Regions from separate parts of the Zea mays genome. Here region 1 is linked to region 2. The links are chromatin contacts, called in public Hi-C maps. All regions are on one chromosome and are shown on one strand. The core of a region is the stretch at or near the end of the contact, and the rest is flanking DNA. Distances in the headings are between cores, read along the strand shown.

Region 1 (2,976 bases), core at 181-2,680, 390 kb before region 2:
AATAATAACACCGACAAGGATAGGTTTTTGATATTGGTGGTTGATGAGCTCTTGGATGAGCTGAAGGGCGCTCGTTTCTTCACCAAGATTGACCTGCACAGTGAGTACCATCTTTGGTGACATCACCAAGACGACGTTTCGTACCCACCTGGGCCACAACAAGTTTCCCGCTGACCAACGCTCTAGCCACATTCCAAGGTCCAGGCATTGATGAATGATGTCTTGAAGCCTTTCATCCAGCGCTTTATCCTTGTGTTTTTATGATATAGTAATATTCAGCCCTTCGTGGACTGAACATTTAAATGTCCGTACCATGTTGCAGCAAGTGTGAGACCACCTCTTTGCCAAGCACTCCAAATGCCACTAATAACAGCACCATTCCAAGTGTCCGTCCAGCCCAAGCCATAGATAAGGCTGGGCTAGTTAAGAAAGAGGAATTAGAGGGAAGATTTTAGGAGCTGTGATTGAATAATTGTATAAAGTTCCAACTGATGCAAGGGAAACAACAAAGAAGCTCAATTGCGACCTCACATGAACCAAAACTTTAGAACTACAGAAATAAACAATGTCATATAACAGTAGTCAGGTTGAAAATAACTCTCTTGGTATAGCTACAAAAAAAAAAGTAGAACACTTGAATTTATTATTATACCCTCGACCCATCACTATCACTATTAATATCGGGGTAAGGTGTAACCTGAGATTAAGTTCCCTAGACAAAACCCATAGAACAATTCACTGCAGCAACTAGATCACCCAAAGCCCCACATCACATTACTTGCGAAAAAATCGATCTTTTCCACATCGGAACAAGTTTTGCTAAGTCGGCCATGGAATTAACCGATCAATGAGAAATATTAAGGTTATTCGAACACCCCATATCCGCTCATCAGACAGAGAAAGCAATACATCGAAGCGACACAAATACTGACTACACAGGCAGTTAGGCACCCATAACAAATTTGAGAATCAAACAGTCCTACTTGCCTCAGTAATACGTTACCAAAAAAACGCTAGCAGTTCAAGCAAACCTTTGAGGAAAAAAAAAAGAAAATAAAGAAAGAGAGGAGAAGGCGTACATTGGATGGGTCCCGGGCCGCCGAGCGAGTCGAGGTCGGCGCGTCCCCCCGCGCCAAAGCGCGAATCGCGGGGCGCAGAGGAGTTGGGGTCCTCGCGGAAGCCGCGGCCCTTGGTCCTACGCGGCGCGTCGTCGCCCGCGATGGTGGAGCGGAGACGCGAGGTGGGGGCCGGCGCTGGATCCGGCCCGGCATCCTCGTCCATGAGGTCGTCGTCGTCTAGGTCGAAGTCGACCACCTCCACATCGGCGTTCATAACCGCCGCCATAGCCGCCGCCGCCGCCGCCGCCGCTGGATTCGGTTGGATAGGGTTGGGGGAAGGGCGACTTTTGGGGATTTCGGGAATTGCTAGGCGACTTTTCAAGGTAACCCCTGAGATATTATTATTAGCATTTGTAAGACGCCTCTGATCTAGAGATGTCAATGGGAAAATTCCCCACCGAGTTATAGCATCTCATACTCATCCCGATCATGTTTGATCCATTCACATACTCATTCTCATACTCATCATGAGTACAAAACTCATCACATACTCATTCACATTCGGGTTTCGGGTCCCCAATGGGTCTCCATCCCCAATTAAGTGATAACTAGGTACTAACATATAGCACAAACAATCTAGATTTCAGACATCACTACATCGACAAGCACGCATCTATGAATCATGATCCATTCATTCATCCATCAGAAAAGACATAAGTACGTCGGGACCGATAAAAGAAATGGAGAAATGGAGTTTTCTCACCTTCCTTGGTCACCATCTGAGTTGTTGGCACCTGAGAATCCATGGTTGTCACCGTCGTTTGGGCAAGGTGTAGCATATGACTGGTTATTTTAGAGTTTTGTTTTTTACTAGTCTGCTAGTTGCCTTGTTGGGCTAGCACCTGGGGCCTGGTGCGCTGTCGTGCTGGGCTTAGTGGTCGGCTCGGCCTCAACTCATTCATACAAACACGACAGGTGTACACGTATGAAATACTTATGGGTAATCAGGTTCGGATTATTGCTTCCCAAACCCATACCCGTTTACCCAATGGATGGAGATTTTGTCTCATATCCATACCCATGGGACAATTTTCGTCCCATACCCGTACCCTAATAGGGGAATTCCCTACGGGTTGGCGGGTATCGGGTCTCCATTGACATCTCTACTCTGATCTGATAGGCATCTCAGTTTTCATGTGAGTACTCGAGGTGTGTTTGGTTCAAATTCCTGAACCAAATTGGCAGTCAAAAAAGTCTAGAATCTTAATTAAATAGGTACAATAATATAATAGATTTTTTAAAATCTATATATTCTTCTAGTTCAATGTAGAATCACTTTCAACCCCAAAATTTTTAGATTCATGTCATCGATATTATCTACAATTGAGAGTGTTTCAACCAAACATATTTTAGTTTTCTCACAATCGTTAGCTCATAGCAGCTTTCTCACATCTCATAGATAGAATTGGATTTTTAGAAATCTACAATTGAACCAACCAAACCCTAGAACAGGTAAGACACCACATCGACCAATTGCTTTTGCCTATCAGCTAGTGGCATCTTCAACGGTATCCAAAATGCTACGAGGCAATTGATTTTGTGTTCCTTAAAGATTAAAATATGTTTCTAAAATATTCTCCAACATGTTTACTATTTTCTATATGAAGTTATTTCGTCTCCTCATTTACATATACAATAATCTGGAACGTCATAATTAGATACTCAGGGGCACTAACATTTGTATCTAAAATACCACAATCAGGTTCCGCAACATGTACTGCGACTATAATATGTACCACGAAGAAGTGGTAAAAACCATAGAAGTTGAGGCACAAACTTGCTTCTCATCAAGGCCAATATGTCGGAGTACCAGACTCTTCCTAATTATATCATCCTATGAAGATACAACATGTCTCGT
Region 2 (2,995 bases), core at 314-2,813:
GTCCATCAATCCAATAGTATAATCACCTTTCGGCAAAGGAAGAAAAACACACACACACAAAACTATGTGATAGATTAGCATTTATAAACCCAGGGATTTTTTTTTCATAACCTGTAGGTACACCCAGTGCAGATTCTGGAGTGGACGAATGAGCACTTCTTCTCTGGGGTGCAAAAAAAAAAAGGAAGTGCGCACTAGCGGTTACAGTCAAAAGGTAGGTAGGTAGGTTGGTACTTCACCTGACAGTCCTTTTTTCCCTGGCTCAACTGCATGTCCTGCATGGAGGAAGAACAGATGGTGACATCGATTCTAGGAGCATCTATTCATCCGTTGAATTCAAACAACGACACTTGATAGCTAGCATATAAAATCTCCAGAACAAATAATATATATAGATACAATCTTCTTCAGAAATGACAATATATTATATATGCCACACTACACGCAACAGCAGACAACGCAAGGCTCCAGGACGGATGGGATCCGTTGCATGGGGAATCAAAGGACAAAATGATCAGCTGGAAACAAGACTAGAAAAATTCACCAATCAGGGCCTTTTTGGTCCGTGCCGCGTTTCTTTAACTGGCGACGAGTATCCGCCGTCACATGGGGCACAAGAAGGGTGCCATGCTATTACAATCCTAATCATGCATGGAATCATGGATAAAAAACACTCCTAGCAAAAAAAGATCCCACCAATAATACGCCCATTGACTAGCTCGTTCCCAGTACATTAGTCAAGAGAAATTTTGCAGAGGTGAGTTACCTGAAAAGCAAGAAGAAGAAGAAGAAAAAGGACAGCACTTAGGTCTGACAGAATAAAATCTTGCAGAGGTGAGAAGAAAATGAGGTGCACATGCACGCACGAAAACGAGCAGCAGCTAGCACACAACGAGTCTTAATTAGGCAATTTAGCAACAGAGGAAAGGTGGACAGCGCTTCTTCCCAGCTGTGTGCTCTGCCGTGCATGGAGCACCCGTGACACAGAAGTAGCTGCAGAAAAGAGAGAAAGAAAGAAAGAAAAAAACTGCCTTGCTAAAGGTCACAGTCACTCACCATGGCAGCAATAGCATCAGCCCATGTCCTAATAATGTGAACTCCGATAGACACGTTTCACTTTCACTGGCTTGTGCCCGAAGAAACACACCAGGCCTGGGTGGTCTAATGTAACAGTTTCTTGCACAAAGGTCACGACAATTAAAATATCGGTGGAGGAGGCTACGGGGCTACCCCACCGGTTTTGGCACCAGACATAGATTCTTAGGAGATGATGAGACAGACGCCCACACATAGCCGGAAGCAAAACCAAGGGAAGGGCTAAACCTCCCTTGGCACAAGCCCTCAACCACCTCCACCACCACCTTTAAAAGAAGGTGCTAAAGGGCTGTCCTGCAGAGAAAAAGAGAGGAGTGCCCCCCACAAACCTTTCCTTGCATTCCACTGAAATCTTCCTATCTGCAACCATGCAGTTGCTCAATTCTGGCCTCAGCTGAAGCCCAACCATCCATTGTTATATAAGTCGCTGCAGCCTTTGCAATTTCCCACTCCTTCAGCCACCATCGGTCATTGAAGGAGCTTCGTGCCACCAGAGAAGGTGTTCGCCGTGCATAATCACAGACTATATACATTCCACAGACCTGTAAAGCTCTGTGAATTTGGAGCTCCCACAGGTTCTGCATTGGCGTTGAGATGGGGAGGCATTCTTGCTGCTACAAGCAAAAGTTGAGAAAGGGGCTCTGGTCCCCCGAGGAGGATGAGAAACTCATGAACCACATAACAAAGCATGGCCATGGCTGCTGGAGTTCTATTCCCAAACTCGCTGGTATGTACAACAATTTTTTTTCTTCCCTTTGGTCCTCAGTTATCAACTCTCAATTCTCCCCTTCTTCCTCTGCATTTTTCTCGTTCCAGTTGCCAACTGAAATCTCTCTCTCTCTCCTGTCTCTCAAATACCTCTTGGTCAGTTCAATTACCTAAATTCGAGAAGACAAATTGTTGCAGGGCTCCAAAGGTGCGGAAAGAGTTGTAGGCTGAGGTGGATAAACTATCTGAGGCCAGACCTCAAGAGAGGGGCATTCTCCCAAGACGAAGAAGACCTCATCATTGAGCTGCACGCTGTCCTTGGAAACAGGTAAATTTAAGCCTGAGAAATAGTATCAGAATTCAAGACTGCATACATGCAAAGCAGCAGTTGGTAATTTTAGCTGATATTAGCACTTCACTTTTCCATGAGAAGGTGGTCTCAAATTGCAGCTCAGCTGCCAGGGAGGACTGATAATGAGATCAAGAATCTATGGAACTCGTGCATCAAGAAGAAGCTCAGGCAGAAAGGCATTGATCCCAACACCCACAAGCCCCTTACTGAGGCTGATCGCAGCGGAGCAGCTCCCACCATCAGCACCGAGAGAACCTCAGGGTCCAGCGAAATCAACCCATCAAGCGCTGGTGCTCTGGGAAACTTGAGCCACCTCCTCAGCGAGACGGCTCAATCATCAATGCTGATGCCCGTGTATGACAAGAATCGCGCTGAAACTCCAAACTTGGCACGCCCTAAGGTGCCACCAAAGGAGTTGTTCCTGGAGCAGCTTACTGCTGGACACGAGAGTCCATCAACCTGCCGCTCATCAGGCCAAACTCTCTATTTCCCTTTCCAACAGCCTTTAGGCTACAACAGTGAGAGTGGCAGTGGCGATGGGGCGAATATGAATTCACTCTGGTTCAACCAGAGTGACTTCAACTGCAGCACAATTTCTACAGTGATGCCGCCAGCTTCACCATCGGCCCTCTCTACATCAATGGGGCTGAATCTTCCACCTGATAATTCTCGACATGGAGGAACTGGCATTGGAAGTACTGCAGTAGATTCATTCTACTGGGATGGTACTAATCCTAGCAGCAGTAGCAGTACTGGGAGCAGAGGAAGCAACAGTATGGGATTTGAACCACAGAGCACGAGCTCAATTCTGGAGAACAGTGTCTTCCAATGGACAGACAT

What was found. A called contact is a pair of places that touch in the nucleus more often than the background predicts.
Region 1: a contact with region 2 is called in a Hi-C map of leaf, with 6 times the contacts expected there. The contact joins the promoter of LOC100280761 here to the promoter of LOC100193483 in region 2. A contact is called at or near these places in 5 of 25 Hi-C or Micro-C datasets (bundle sheath, ear, leaf and 1 more).

What each region holds. Positions count from the first base shown.
Region 1 is chr10:90,010,443-90,013,418 of Zm-B73-REFERENCE-NAM-5.0, reverse strand. It overlaps LOC100280761 (RNA-binding protein 8A), which reads right to left and starts at 1,430. Exons shown (of 4, transcript NM_001153682.2): 1 at 1,080-1,430. The coding sequence starts at 1,344.
Region 2 is chr10:89,625,273-89,628,267 of Zm-B73-REFERENCE-NAM-5.0, reverse strand. LOC100193483 (MYB transcription factor) reads left to right here and starts at 1,563. Exons shown (of 3, transcript NM_001138598.1): 1 at 1,563-1,822; 2 at 2,002-2,131; 3 at 2,237-2,995. The coding sequence starts at 1,690.